Regions from separate parts of the Mus musculus genome. Here all the other regions are linked to region 3. The links are chromatin contacts, called in public Hi-C and promoter capture Hi-C maps. All regions are on one chromosome and are shown on one strand. Each heading gives the region's core, a stretch centred on a gene start, on an enhancer-like site or on the middle of the called end of the contact. The rest is flanking DNA. Distances are from core to core; before and after follow the strand shown. Region 1 overlaps Aldh1l1 (aldehyde dehydrogenase 1 family, member L1). Region 2 overlaps Aldh1l1 (aldehyde dehydrogenase 1 family, member L1). Region 3 holds the start of Cfap100 (cilia and flagella associated protein 100).

The links. Promoter capture Hi-C pulls out the DNA fragments that hold promoters and counts their contacts. A called contact is a pair of places that touch in the nucleus more often than the background predicts.
Region 1: a promoter capture Hi-C map of trophoblast stem cells shows a contact between it and region 3, with 2.2 times the contacts expected there. The contact joins the enhancer-like site here to the promoter of Cfap100 in region 3. A contact is called at or near these places in 16 of 39 promoter capture datasets (the 3T3-L1 cell line, 3T3-L1-derived adipocytes, the SN4741 cell line and 10 more), 2 of 15 datasets of contacts at CTCF or cohesin (embryonic stem cells and pro-B cells), 46 of 484 Hi-C or Micro-C datasets (the 63-12 cell line, the AtT-20 cell line, the Ba/F3 cell line and 30 more), 14 of 115 datasets of contacts at active chromatin or transcription factors (embryonic hindbrain, embryonic midbrain, embryonic stem cells and 6 more) and 4 of 9 other capture datasets (adipose tissue, embryonic tail, liver and 1 more).
Region 2: a contact with region 3 is called in a Hi-C map of embryonic fibroblasts, with 4 times the contacts expected there. The contact joins the enhancer-like site here to the promoter of Cfap100 in region 3. A contact is called at or near these places in 7 of 39 promoter capture datasets (the 3T3-L1 cell line, 3T3-L1-derived adipocytes, cranial neural crest and 4 more), 2 of 15 datasets of contacts at CTCF or cohesin (embryonic stem cells and pro-B cells), 52 of 484 Hi-C or Micro-C datasets (the 63-12 cell line, the AtT-20 cell line, the Ba/F3 cell line and 30 more), 8 of 115 datasets of contacts at active chromatin or transcription factors (embryonic stem cells, neural progenitor cells, neural stem cells and 2 more) and 5 of 9 other capture datasets (adipose tissue, embryonic stem cells, embryonic tail and 2 more).

The regions. Positions count from the first base shown.
Region 1 is chr6:90,562,739-90,567,650 of GRCm38.p6, reverse strand. It overlaps Aldh1l1 (aldehyde dehydrogenase 1 family, member L1), which reads right to left. Exons shown (of 23, transcript NM_027406.2): 6 at 4,197-4,286; 7 at 3,168-3,305; 8 at 887-1,012. Among named protein-coding and RNA genes, the nearest start is that of Aldh1l1, 14 kb to the right of the region's middle. Within about 2 kb of position 1,575, at least 24 of the 459 cell types and tissues checked have an H3K27ac peak or open chromatin away from gene starts, as enhancers often do. A contact at or near this core is called in the AtT-20 cell line, granulosa cells, muscle stem cells and 6 more, where this site is marked.
Region 2 is chr6:90,586,033-90,590,688 of GRCm38.p6, reverse strand. Aldh1l1 (aldehyde dehydrogenase 1 family, member L1) reads right to left here. Exons shown (of 23, transcript NM_027406.2): 17 at 1,259-1,352. Among named protein-coding and RNA genes, the nearest start is that of Gm15756, 12 kb to the left of the region's middle. Within about 2 kb of position 2,383, at least 26 of the 459 cell types and tissues checked have an H3K27ac peak or open chromatin away from gene starts, as enhancers often do. A contact at or near this core is called in adipose-derived mesenchymal stem cells, embryonic fibroblasts and myocytes, where this site is marked.
Region 3 is chr6:90,424,935-90,429,949 of GRCm38.p6, reverse strand. Cfap100 (cilia and flagella associated protein 100) reads left to right here and starts at 1,470. Exons shown (of 17, transcript NM_173775.3): 1 at 1,470-1,571; 2 at 2,407-2,512. The coding sequence starts at 2,461.

The DNA.
Region 1 (4,912 bases), core at 326-2,825, 140 kb before region 3:
GACCCAGCTTCAGGCTATATCACCAGAGGAGGAAGCTACCTGTAGACCATTGTGGGGGAGAGCCAGTCCTGAGCAGGAGTGGAGTCGAGTCATGTTTGAGAGCGGTAGGAAGTTGGACTACTCCGTCCCCTGACTCAGGCCTGCATGTCCCAGGCACATGTAGTCCTGCACCCCCACCTTTGCTGACAGCAGAGGAAGTCTCATAGTTAAGCCAGGTTAAGGCCATGTCCAGTAGCACTGCACCCTCCATATGCAAACGAGGCATCCCCAGCACCCTGGCACCCTGGTAATGCTGTATACATACCCCATATAACTTACTCACCCATAAAGTTTAACAAGCCTTTATTCCCCACCTCCCCACCCCCCAATAAAAACGAGTTGCTCTCTAAAGTCTGTCTCCTAGAGAAGTCTGTTTCTGTTGCACTTACTTGCCACCTGAGGTTGTTCTCGCCTCCCTTCCCCTCTCTGGTGTGCTTACTGGGAGGGGGTGAAGTGGGAATGACAGACTGTGTAGGGAAGGAGCTAGAAGGGATCCTGTCTCTGAAGCTTTGCTGGTCACCGTCTGGATGTTACTGTGTGAGTTCCAGACACACACGCATCACAGGTGACAGGGTTAAGGCCCCACCTTTAACTATTCCAAAGCTAAATTTCATTTGTTAACTGTTTGGAGTGAGTCCCTAGAAAAGCCAGATTCAGTTGATCCAAATCCCAGGGGCCCAGGTACAAAGGAAGAAGGGACCAAAGACATCAGAAAGTGCCAACTCGGGACAGAGGCAATGCTGATTAAGGCCAGTGCATCCCCAACTCCAGGGAATGTGAACACATTAGACACATGTACAGGGTACAATCTGCCCAGCTGTGTGGCACCACTGAAGGTGTGTCTTACCCGCACGGCCTCTGCTGTGGCCAGCTCCTCCTCGGTCAGCTCCAGGGCACTGCTAGCAGACCCCTTGAAGAACTGGGAGGCTGGCATCATCTTGCCATCTTCCAGCTGGATATTCTTCACCAGCAACTGCAAAAGGGAGAACTTCAATAGGACCAGAACAGGATGGGCAGCTGAGCAGGGAATTCGCAATTTCCCTCCAACCCTCAGAGCCAAGATAGCCTCCAACCCTCAGAGCCACAGGAGATGACAGAACTGAGACACACTGTCCTAGGCATACGGAAGAAACCGTACAATGCATGTCTGTCCTTGATCCTAATTGTCCATCACCTGCCACTCTGGGCTTGCTGCTTGCTTTCTAGACTCTGTGTGTGCAGGGTGCATGAGTGTGTATATGTGTGCACTGCATATGTTCATGTGTGTGTGTGTGTGTGTGTGTGTGAGAGAGAGAGAGAGAGAGAGAGAGAGAGAGAGAGAGAGAGCTAGGGCCTCCCTCATGTCAAGCAGGCCCTTACCACTGAGTGCCACAAGCCAAGTGCTTTCTTTTGTTGAATAACGATGTTATTTCTACTAAAAGGACAGCGACAGCTTCTCATCAGAAAAAAAAAAAATGCTTGCAGCACTACAGTGAAAGTCAGCTGAGTCAACAATGCAGCGTTAGTCATGGGATCATTCCCAGAAGCCGGTGGCAACATCTGGAGGACAAACGGCTGCCTGAGATACAGGTGGAGAGAGGAAAGGATACAAGGAGAGTCCAGTCCTGGTCTGCACCCTCGAGGACAGCACTCCTGGCAGAGCCTGGCTCCAGCTCTGCGGAGCTTGTGTTAAGTGTGCAGTGCAGGCAGAGTCACCCTTCTCAGTGACGGCAAGCCAGCCTGCTGCCAGCTCATCCAAACTCATTTATCTTATCTTTCCTCTGTCCAACCTTCTAACATGTATTAGACAATTGTGTATGAACAAACAGAGTTCAAGTAACTCATCAAATACATTACAAAATCTGGCAATCTGAGGTAGATATAAGAATATTCCAGAGTCACAACCAGGGTCAAACACAGTGTCTAGAGCAACGCAGTTGCCTTTGAAGATATTCTAGAACTGTCAGCAAGCAGAAGGCCAGCTAGACCCAGCAGACAAGCCTGAGTCATGTTTCCCGAAGGCTTCTGTGCTCTGTTGTTTGGATGGTTGCAGGGGCAGAGACAGCCAGGGCCTTGGGGAACCTACCCCTCCTGAATGCTAACACCAGCCTCCAGCTGCTGCCAGGAGCTGGCCACCGACAGCCTACTGCACAGTCCCATCCTCACTGCACCTGATGCGAAAGCATCTGTGACCAGAGAGGCCAAGGGCTCCACACTATTCCAAGGACAAGAACAGCAGATGCTGACCCGTGAGCACATGTTCAGGGCAGAGGCAAAGTCAATGGATCCTCAGAGACACCTGGATCAGACAAACCCACTCCTTACCTCGTGGCTTTGCTCTGCCCTCATAGCCACATGGGATTTTTTTCCCCCTTAGGGTGCTCCTGAATAATCATCTGTGGGAGAATTTCCCTCTCAGATGCTATTTATAGGATCTCAATAACAGACAGATAACTTCAGTCTGCACACATGCGTTATACATACCTAAGTGCCCACCCACTGTTAAATGGCAGCTGATAGACAGCCTTGGCCTCTCATAATACAACGGCATGAGAATACAGGAGAGAACCTTGTCAGACTGCACAACTCTCCACCCTCCCCACCTTAGCCACACTCACACAGTCAAGGATGCAAAGTGTTGGAGACTTGCCTCTCACCACACCTGTGAGAAAATTCCCAGAGTGGAGTCTCAGGGCCACGGCAGTCTCAGGGCCAGGATTTAGGGTCCGAAGCCCAGCTCTGGCACTGACTAGCTTGAGAAACCTTGGGTAAACTTGGTAAGTCTTTTCATTTTGATTTGCTCCTCTGAAATATGCAAACAATATCTATAATTAACTCCTAGGGTTGTCTGGAGAATGAAGTGGGATGCCTGTTCGTGGTTTTTAAATAGCGGTTGGTGCCTAAGTACACTCCATTCAATTCAGCAGCTATTCCGATATGCAAAGTCCAGTAATAACTACCAGAGCTCAGCAGCCACCCCATTCAGAGAGAGGGAAACTGTGCTCCTGTGGCAGCTTCTCCCTTTACACTCGGTTCTTTCTGTCTCTTCAAGGGCAGCCTGGGGTCTTCCTGTAGGCTTTGAGCCCAAGGACAGCAGCGTGGGTAACTTTGAACCTATGATCCAGGCCGGTGACTCACAGTGTGCTTACCATTCTATCATCATTCCCAAAGAGGATGAGTCCCGCTTTGGTGACTAGGCCTGGACGATGGGCTCCTGGGATGGGTAGAGCTTCTCCCTGAGCCACCAGTCCTGAAGTGTTGAGTGTCGAGTTGAAAAACGTCAGCTTCTATGGCGGGAGAGAAGCCAAGAGACAGCCGATGAGTCCCTGCTATCTGCAGCCCAGCTGAAGCTCCACAGGGCTGAGAGGGCCAAGTGGCATGGGGGCTGATGTGACCCTAGGGTGAGTGTGCCTGAGACCAGCCTTCAGGGGGAACAGGAGAGACCTGGAAGAGCTGTAATCTACACACGAGGCTGAGGCGGACCTAGACCCAGTCTTTGGGAGCACAGATGCTATCCAGAAGATCTGAGGACCTGGATGCCTCAAGCCTCGGGCATCCTTGAGACCTTTGCACTTTCTCAGGGACACAGACCCCCAGGAAAGTTTTCTCAGGGTATGCCACAAAGCCACAGACCCTTGGCTGCTGCTGGCCACTGCTGCAGATGAAGCAGCCACAATAAAGGGTTGTGTGTCAGTGCAGAAAGTGAAGGGTCCTCTGCATAGTCCGCTTGCAGTGAGCTGGGGGGGGGGGGGGGTCAGGGAACTAGACAGCAGTCTGTATGGACACTGGGCAGACTTTGAGAGGTACATAAGACTTGCATCTCTCTATCCTAAGTCAGCTACTGCTCAGTTTCAGCTCAAAGTAAGTTGCCCCTCTCCTGGGGCAAGGTCAGAGCTGGGCCTACTGCATCTGAGAACATGGGGTGAGGCTCAAGCTAAGCAAATTCAACAGGATCCCAGGTTTCAGTAGGTTTCCGGGGCTACCAGTGGCAGCAGACATCTCACTTTTAGCTCTGAATGGTACAGGGTCTCCTAGTCCTGGAGTAGGGGGCATTTGGGAGAAGGTAGAATAGGAGCTCTAGAATTTATCAAACATTTTAAACCTGGCGGGTGGTTTTCAAGGTTGCAGGGTGGGGGCACACAGATCTTCTGCTGGACACCAACCTCATGGGAACCTACCTGCCCACAAGCCTCTGTCCAGGCACCTGGCACCTTGTCATTCCCACGGATCCAGTTGTGAATGGCCTCTGCTGGCTGGTCCCAGTTGATCTGTAGGATCCAAGATGTTGTCTCCTCAGCTAGCTTCTCTCATTCCTGAAGACTGCTGCACAGTGGGCCTAATCTTGCAGGTAGAACCTGGGCTTCCTCCTAGACATGTGTCTGAGTGCAGAGCAGGGTGCCCTGGTTTGGGGCTGTGACCTGAGTTCTCTCCCTGCACAGCCTGTAGAATGGCTTTAGGAAGAGGCTACTGTACTGTTGTCAAGGTGGCTGAGGTCCCACAGAGTCCCAGGAAGAGTGCTTTGGCCCATCCTGTAGAGCCCCACTACTGTATCTTTATGTATACAGGGCTCATGCAGACCTCCATACAGAGATAACCAGTCCCAAGAAGAGGCAGCCATAGGACAACCCACTGCTGCTCCAAGAAACCTCTCAGTGTCCTGGAGCTTCCAGCTCCAAGGCTGATATACGCCATAGCCCTACTTATTCTTCCTCCCTGGAGTGATGCTTCTTCTACTTAAAGAGAAACAGGAAAAACATGATGCCTGAAGGGACCTTGTCCCTCCACGTTTCGATGCTGTGCTGGAACCCTGCCTTCCACTGCTGTTCCTATAGCATCAGTGGAACCTTGCTTCCCTGAGCCACTTCTGCACTCCAGACACGGGTGATGCTGGGTA
Region 2 (4,656 bases), core at 1,134-3,633, 160 kb before region 3:
GGGCTTGCAGGCAGAGTACAAGGCAAGTCCAGGGTGTGTTAGATTCCAAAGAGCCACCAGACACCACCCCTGTGCCTACAATCCACTCCACCTCTTACCACTGGGCCAGCTCCTATTCCCCTAACACCTGGCCCAGGTGCAGCCTTTCATATTCACAGATGTCATTCTCCCCTCCACTCTGTCCCCTTCATAGGGTCCTTTTCTGACCCTCCTATATAAAACCCTCACCTCCCTGTGTATCTGTCAGATGCTGGGCTCCACATTCTGTTTATGAATGACTCCATCTGTGAGAAGACATGCCTCCCTACAGTAGCATGCACTAGTCTGGTTCTTATGACATCCCAGTGCCTAGCACGCAGCTGGTGCTCCAGGAATGTGGATTGAGTATGACCTAAAGAGAATGACCCCTCAGCTGGAGTAGCTGTGGTCAGAGAGCTGTGTTGGTCAGGGATGTCTCAGGGTTTTAGTGACCAAGCAGAAAGATGTTAGAAATTACAGACATGTGTCCATGGGCAAGAGTCATACTTCAGCCATGCCACTTAAAGTAAGTACCAAACATGGCTTGAGAGAACAGGTCTTCTTGTTCTAGACCACCAAGGGTATGGGCTCCCCTGCCCCAGCACTGCCCACAGGTGACTCAGAGCAGCCATGTATGTACCAAAGCCCGCAGGTGCTGAGGCTCCTTATGGACAATATGCACTAAAGCTGTATTCATCTTCTGGTACCCACAGCTCTCTGTTCATGATGCCTAACACTATGGGAGCATGGTATGAATACGTGTACTGGCTAGGTAAATGTAAGGTTGGACATGTTCAGCCCAGGCAAAATTGACTTTCCAAATATTTCTAATCTGCAGCTGTTTGAATCTGCCATGGATACAGAAAACCAACTGTAATAGATTCCATTTAATCTATTGTATCTATAACTTCACTGGGTCGGTTTGTAATCAATATAAAAGCTATGGATGAGTACATATTAGTGTGTGTTGAGTTTTTAAAATCAGTGTCTAGTTCATATTTATGACAATCTCAAGTCAGATCCGCTGACTTCTACACTGCTGGGGTTAGGAAGTAACATGGTACCAGAACCCTGCTGGCCTGTGTGGCCTCCACTGAGCCTCTCAAGGGCTTATAGAAAACTCTCAACCTGTATTAACATGCTGGGGTTGGCTATATCCACCAAAACCTAAGAAGCAGCACCCAGCTTGTGGGGTCACCATCTCTATACCCAGATACCATGGCTCATGTGATCCACCTACCTTTTCATGATGTGTTTTCCCACCTCCGTGGAGCCTGTGAACCCTATTTTCCTCACATCAGGGTGGTCTGAGAGTCTCTGGCCAACCAGCGAGCCTGTGGTTAGGATAGGTGAGAAAGTCAAGGAGACCTCTGGGGTCTGGGAAAGGCAGCCACCTGTCCCTCCCATGTCCACCAGAGGATGCTACACCATGCTTTTTACATGGTATGCCATGTTAGGACTCATGGGATTTGCCCTATTATGGGCTGAAATATGTTCCTCCAAATTAAAACCCTGAAGTACTAACCCCATTGCCTAAGAATGTGAGTGCACCAGGAGGCAGGGTCTCTAATGGAGTCATAGAATGGACTCTACCCTATGTGACTGGTGTCCTAATAAAAAAAGAGAATCAGGATACAGATCTATACAGGGAGATGGCTATGTGAGGGTACAGATACAATGTCATCTTCACAGCAGGGAGTGAGGCATCAGGGGATGCAACTCTGACAACTCTGCTCCTGGGCTTTTGGCCCCCAGGGCTGTCACCAAAGCTGTCTGATGAGGAAGCCCCAGGCTCAACACTTCATCATGGCGGTACCAGAAACCTCACTCTGCATCAAGTGTGGAAATCAAGGGTGAGTGGCCTAAACTCAGTGACTTTCAAATTTCAGGGTCAACACTGACTGTGGTCCACGGAGAACACCATGGATTCAAAAGTCCCGCCCTTGGGGTGCTGATAGTCTTGCCATGTCTATTTGTACTACTGAGCTTCAGCCTGCCCCATAGAACACCTCTCTCCTTCGTATCCCTCAGCCTAGTCTGTGGCCAAGTCCTTGGTGTTTCTCTGATCCCTGATTCAGTGAGCCCATAGGGAGGGTTGCTGCTTTTTCTCAGGATCAACAGAAACCCCTCTCCAACCCCCTCGCTCCCCAATTCTTTCTTGATTTGGTTTCTGCAATCATGGTTTGTTCTTTTCCCTGATCATTCCTTCCCTTCTCTGTCTTTTATGCAACCTTCAAACACCCGGGGCTAGCTAGCCCTAGGCTCACACTTCTCAGTTTACAGGGCTTCCTCAGCTGATCACGGCCAGATCTCCAAAGGCCACCCTTAGATACGTCATCTCCTAAATATGCATCTCCAGCCAAACTCTCTGGAATTAGAACCATCTCTCGTCCTCAGCTTACTCAGTCTTGTGTGCTTGGATGGTTTCGGGCCTCTCAAATCCAATGCCTTTGAAGTGGTGCTTTTAATCTTTCCCAGCCCTGGTCCCTGCATCCAATCCCAGGGTAAACTGGATACTCCATACAGCTAGCTTAGTTGAGGAGAACCTGGGAGCTGATGGCCTCAAAGTTAATTCCATTTTGACACTACTGTTAAATCACTGCTTTGTGGAGAAAGTTTTTGCAAAGATGTATGTGACAAGGGACTCATATCCAAAATATGCAAAAATATTTAAAAAAAAAACCACTACATTTAAGAAAACAAATGAGTTATCTAAAACCAGGAAAAGATCTGCAGAGAGGCTTCTCCAGCTATAAAGCAAGCAAGCCAGCATGAAAAACAATAACAGCACTCCTGGCAAGGTCTTTCTGTGTAGCCCAGGGTCTCAAACTCGAAGTCAACTGTAGTGACAGTTTTGGAGTTTTGGCTTCTTTGAAAAACACAGAAATATCATGGAAATATGTTTTTGTTTTAATCCCAGGTGTGGGATAAGGTCTGCATCAGATGCCCACAGCAGCTGACTATGATTTGCCTCGTTCTCTAGCAGGAGTGTGATTTTGCCAGCTGCATCAGATGCCCACAGCAGCTGACTATGATTTGCCTCGTTCTCTAGCAGGAGTGTGATTTTGCCAGCTGCAGATAGTTTCTGCGATTGTGTGACATTTAGAATTCTGAGGACTTTTGAGAGGGTATGTAAATGCTAGGGCCTCAAGAGGCAGGGTTGTTGGTTTTTTGCTGTTGTTGGTCACGGTTTGTTTAGTCGTCATGCTCACAAAGGAAGCAAGAAAAGGAAGAAATTAGGTATCCTGACAGCAAAGAGCAAACTCGTTCCAAGGAACCTGACACCCCTCATCAGCAGGAAGTGGTGTAAGGATACTGCTGTCCCCTTTCCTTTCTATCCATTTTTCACTCCTATCTAGTGTTAGGGGTGGAAAGGGTGGAAAAGGGTAGAAAAGGGTGGAAGAAAGAAGAACCCACAAAGTAGACACAATCCAGCTACAGTAAGCCTCCTGGCTCAGCCTACCAAGTACTGAGACTACAGTTTGTGCCACCCTTCACCCACTTCAGCAGCATGTGCCATCAGGGAAATTCCCTCAGGTCTGTGACTTTGCCACCACCACCCTGTCACAGATACATGCTGTGTACTTTGATGGTAACATAGGCAATGAGAAACTTCGTGAACAACAGTCTTTAAAAACACACTTGGCAAGTTCTGAAGTTGCTCTGTGTGTATAGGTTCAAAGAGAAGTGGAGATTGCAATTGTCTCATACTTAAGAATAAGACAAACACAACACAATAGAGCCAGTGAAATAGCTCAATGGATAAAGTGCCTGCTGGCAAGCCTCAACACCTGAGGGAAACTCCTGGAACTCATGTGGTACAAGGAGAGAAACGACTCCCTCATACTCCTCTCTGACACACAGCATTTTACTAGCAGGGCTGTCCACTTGGCAAATATGGCTTCGGGGTTGGGAATCTCTTCTTCACCAGGCCCTTTGTAAAGGAGCACTCCAGAATATCATCTACCTGCTCTGCTTCCTCACAGGAGAGACTTTTACCAGCAGGAAAGCTGTCCATAAGAACAGAGACCATCAACACTCTAGAAAGGAACCAGCAAGAAACACAGCCTTAAGGGCACTCAAGAACAGAGGTTTGAGGGTGAGCAACTTAGAAGGAGCAGAGGCTCCAGGAGACAATAAGATAACCTGAGGGTCATAAGATACCCAAGAGCAGGATGAGGGAGAAGCCCTTCAAACTTCAAATGCTAGTATTAACAATTATCCCTTCACAGGCTGGAGACATGACTCGGCAGTGGAGAGCACTGGTTGCTTTCTCCAAGGACCTGGTTTTGATTCCCAGCATCCACCTGGGTGTCTCACAATGGCCTGTGCCTTCAGCTTCAGGGGAATATAAAGCTGCTAACCTCCTTGGGCACTTTCACTTATGTGCATACACCCTTCCACACATAATATAAAATAATAAACTAAATCTTTAAAAAAATCATTCAAAGGGCTTGAAGTTGTAGAATGTCATGGAGTACTGTCAAGAAATGATGACAGAGGCTAGAGACATGATTAGTGGTTAAGCGCACTAGCCGACCCAGGTTTGATTCCCAGAACCCATGATGGCTCACAACCATCTGTAACTCCAAGTCCAGTGGATTTGATGCCCTCCTCTGACCTCCTTGGGTACCAGGT
Region 3 (5,015 bases), core at 221-2,720:
GTAACAGTTACAAGAATGTTCTGTCAATCACAGTGGCTGTTTCGAGGGCTAGTATTACCTCAGATAATTTTGGCTCTAGATTTGCAGCATTCCAACTCTCCGCAGTCTTTGAGGTTTCACCGATCACTCTGGCTTGTACAATGTTGAACACAGTGTGCCTTTCTTCTAGGATCTTAGGCTCACATTGGTTCCTCATGCTGAGGGGTGGTGGTTCAGAACCGGACCTAGTCATCAGGATGGTAGTAAGTACTGAATGGATCTGCGCTGAGAACAATACCTGGCTTAAAGGACACCCTGTGAGGGTTCACCGGGGACTCAGGACAGGTGTGCTAACACCAGGAATGGTAGCACCCTCATTTGTTCTCTTTTGGTGGCTTATTTTTCTAAATTCGTAAAAGCCCTCGTGGTGTGAAAGATGAATGATTTCTGAAATATTTGCTTGACTGGTTGAATAAATAAGCACTCCAAACCTGGTGCAGGTTTTACTGTTGTTCTTCCTTCCTTCCTTCCTTCCTTCCTTCCTTCCTTCCTTCCTTCCTTCCTTCCTTCTTTCCTCCCTCCCTCCCTCCCTCCCTCCCTCCCTCCCTCCCTCCCTCTCTCTCTCTTTCTCTTCCTTCCTTCTCTCTTTCTCTCTTTTTCTTTCCTTCTTCCTTCTTCTTTCTTCTTCCTTTCTTTCTTCCTATTATTTTTGTTTTGTTTTGTAGTTTGTCTGGCTATTTTGACAGCCTACTGGGAAGCTGAGGCCAGAATATTGGGAATTCTAGACCACAGTGTAAGGGCCCTCCTCCAACACCAGGCAGGGAGCCACTTGCTTGCAAAGAGTATTTAACACTAGCTGCATAAAAAACAAACAAACAAACAAACAAACAAACAAACAAACAAAACCAACAAACCACATATGCAGGGCCCACCCTTTCTTCCTGGCTCCCCCATGCCCAGCGCTGGACTGCCCTGCGGGATACTGTCCCTTTGGTGATTCAAGGGTCCCTGACCCATTCCAGGATCCTTCTACACTCCTACCCCTGGCCTTCTTGCCTTGGTTCTATCTCTCCACCCACTGGGTGGCGCCAGCGACCCTGAGTAGCGCCAGGAGCTAAGGGAGACTGTCTTTGGCACATTCCTAGCCTGTAGACTGTTTTACCGTCGTCCTCCCCGGCCCCAAGACTCCTAAATATTCTCTGAAGAGCCAGGCTGTTGTCTGTGCCCTAGCTGCAACAAAATCCTTTACGGATGGGCAGGAGAATCTGGGGGTGAAAGAAGCTAGTGCGCTGGGCAAACGTACCCTGTCCCCGGGTTGCAGGGTTGCAACAACCCGGATCGCTCTGCTTCTAGTCGTTGTCCCTTCCCTGAGTCCGTGTCTTCTGCTCTTTAGCTGCCACAGTCCTGCACAGTACTCCGCGCCCGCCGGCCCGCCAGCCCGCCCAGTGTGCCCGGGCCCGCCTCCGGGGCTTTATGACATCACAGCTCCTGTGAGAATAGTTGCCTTGGCGTCGCAAACGCAGTTCAGGACCAGAAGACTGGAGAATTGCCGACCGAGGCTTCGGAGCAAGCTGAGTGCACGCGGCTGGTTGGTGCGCGCGGGGCTGGGCCAGGGGGCTTGGGGGTGGGCTCCAGCGGGGTGGCTGTGGGGCTCTGGTCCGAGATCAAATACTCTATTGGGTCCCTTGCAAGGCTTTGCGTCCTTCGGTGCTCTTTTCCACTTTATCTATGACAGGCCCCATTTAAGCACTGGTCCATTCCCTTGCTGCTGCATTCTTGCCCCAGGGTGTGGTGTGCCAAGAGAAGCTGGGGTGTTAGGAGGCAGGATTCTCTGGTAGTGTTTTGGCTGAGGTAGAGATGCTCAGACTGCAAGCAATCCTGGGCTCCACCCTCGGCCCTGCTTCGTTGAGATTTGGAACACTAGTTGAGCTTCTGCAAACAGGAAAACTCACTTCATTTTGAAGGGAACCTAGCATAGCATAGCGTCGGGAGCTCTAACAGGTGGAACAGAGGGCTTGCTTCCGTGCAGATTGCATTCTGGAAGACATATGCAATAAAAGTCTTGTAAGAGGTAACCACTTGACCTTGTAAAGAAGAAAACGAAGGGTCATTACATGCATTGGTGCAGGAAGGTCTCTCAGAGTGACATCTGAGCCCAGTTTTAAAGGGAGAAGTCCCGCCCCTCACCCTTCCAACCTCACCTAGGTGAGAGGCTCCCCAGAGGCTCCAGGCAGACCAAAGCTGGTGTGTTCCGAGAACAGGAAGATATGGGCCAGCCTTGCCCAGGAGGGGAATAGTAGATTCCATTAAACCTGGATACAGGGAATAGGCAGTGTTAGTCCACATAGTGGAAATGCAAGTCACTCAGTTCAAAGTGGGCTGTGGGTTTGGGGGAACCATCCTCTCAAGTACTGTGTCACTCTCCAGGCGAGAATCTGCTTCAGCTAAGGCCAAGCTTTGCACACCGGTTGGTCCTCAGCCATGGCGTTCAAGGCACGGTCCTCTAGGTTCTCCGTGAAAATGGTTGAAGACAGTAAGTACTGAGCTGGGTGGGGGCTCCTGGAGGGCAAAAGGAACCCTGGGACAGTTTGGTGTAAACTCACTCAAATACTGACGTAGTTCTAAAGCAACACTGTGCATGCTTTTCCTGTGGCTATCGTGATGCAGAACCCCACCTAGGGCTTCATGGCTTAGCTGGTAGAAGCCTGTTGCACAGCTTTGACTGCCATGAGAAAAAGGAGCACAGGGCTGGTGCCTTCTGAGGTTTGTGGAGAGTCTGACCCAGGTGCCTCTGCCTTCTGTTGGGCACTTGGCATCCTGACTGCCCTTGGCCTTAAGGGCGCCACCCACTTCTGCCTTTGCTCTTCCATAGAGTTCCTCCAGTGTGTGTCTGTGCCCCAGTGTCGTCCTTCTTATCACTGTGAACTTGGGTGTATGCTAGAATGTTCTCAGCTTTCCTAAACACATCTGCAATGGCCTTTATTTACAAACAAGGCTGCATTTTGAGGTACTGTGGGGATACGGACTTCCGTGCATGAACTTGAAAGAACACATAGTAGACAGTAGCAGGTAGGGAGAGATGCCACTGTAAAAGCAAGCCTCTCTACTTCTTTTCTGCTGTGGCTGCTAGGCTGAGTCTAGAGGAGGAGAGCTGGCTGGTCCCCAGGTCAAGTGACATGGATGCTTGTCAGTGCTCACACTAGGAAACTGTGAGGTGGACAGTGTTATCATTCCTGCATTGTCTGCTCCCTTCAGCTTTCAAATCAGAGCCACCTCTTTTCTTTTTCTTTTTTCTTCTGCTTAAAAAAAATGTGTTTTTAGGGCAAGTCCTCCATAGTCCAAACCTATTGGAAAGCCTACCTCCAACATCTCCCCGGACACCACAGTGATGCTCAGAGCCATCTCCAAGCGAGCTCTGTTCACATCTGAGCAGAAACATGAGTCTACAGCTTGTCTTTTCCCCCACATAATAAAAAATGCCCTCCCACCCCTGCCTTTCCCGTGAACGGTGGTATATCCCTGTAACGCCAGCACTGGGGCAATGCAGCAAGAGGATGGTGGTGAGCTTGAGGCTAGCCTGGGCTACATAAGGAGACCCTACTGAGGATTGTGAGTCTGAGGCCAGCTTGGGCTACATAAAGAAACCCTGTTGCAAAAAAAAGCTTTATTTTAAAACAAAACTGGAGACATTTCATGCTTCCGAGCAGACTCAGAATCCCACGGCATGAACGGAATGTGCTTCATCACCAGCTGCTACCAATGGAGACTTTGTGTGATTTCACAAGATGAACTATTATACACACTTGCTCCCTAAAGGATATTTAGAGCCCCCACTCTCCCATAGTCTCTCTCCTTTTAAAAACAAGGCTGCAAACAGATGATGTCGCCTCTCATCCTAGAACAGTACATGGTCAAAGCAACTTGGGAAGGAATGGCTTTATTTTGCTCACAGTTCCATATAACAGTTCATGAGGGCAGGAATTTGGAGGCAGGAGCTGACTGATGGAGAGGCCATGGAGGAGAAGGGTTTATTGGCTAACTCTCCACGGGCCTGCTTTCTTATAGTTCCCAAGAGATAGCACACAAATGGGCTGGGCCCTCTCCTAACTGATCAATATATATATATATATATATTTAAATGCCTTACAGCTGGATCTTATGGGGACAGTTTCTCAGCTGAGGCTCCCTTCTCTCGGATGACTCACTCTAGCTTGGGTTAAGTTGATAGCAAACTAGCCAGTATACTAGCCCACAACTTAAGTCCTAACTAGCCTAACTTAAGTTAGGGATCTGGTAATTACTGCCAAGACGAGTGCCATGCTTGCTGGTCATGTGGTTCATAGGCATCATTGCGGTGCAGGACCTTTGGTTGCTTTCCTCCCTTGGCAGCTTGGGCAGCACCATCCTGTGCTAGGGAAGTGAGTCCTCAGAGAGGAGATCTACAGGTCAGACACAGCTTGGATCCTCCAAGACCTGTGTGCAAAGTACATGGCAGCTTCAGTGAAAAAGAACTTTGACCCTCAGGGTCAACCAAGGACAATAACAACGGCTTATATTGTTTTGACTCCCCTGACTCAAAAAGGGATTTCTTATGCTGGTGTTTGGGGTTTTTTGTTTTTTGTTTTGTTTTGTTTTGTTTTGTTTTGTTTTGTTTTGTTTGTATATGGCTCTAATGAAAAGCATTGTCAGATCAAGTGACATAACTTCAGTATTTGTGTGTGTTCATTTATATATGGGAAGTATGATTCTTTATACATTTTCACATACCCTTAGTATTATTTTACTTCCCCATACCTTCTCATTCTGTACTAACTCAAAGAAATCACGTGTGTGTGTGTGTGTGTGTGTGTGTGTGTGTGTGTGTGAAGGTCAGAGAACAACTTCAGGGCATCATCCCTCTCCTTCCACTGTGTGGGTTCTGAGGATCAAACTCAGGCCATTAGGCCTCCTAGCAAGCATCTAACCCAGCCATCTCTCCAGTCCTTTGGGAGACTCTTGCCTCAGTTACCCCATGGGGCACCTCCTTCCTTTGACCC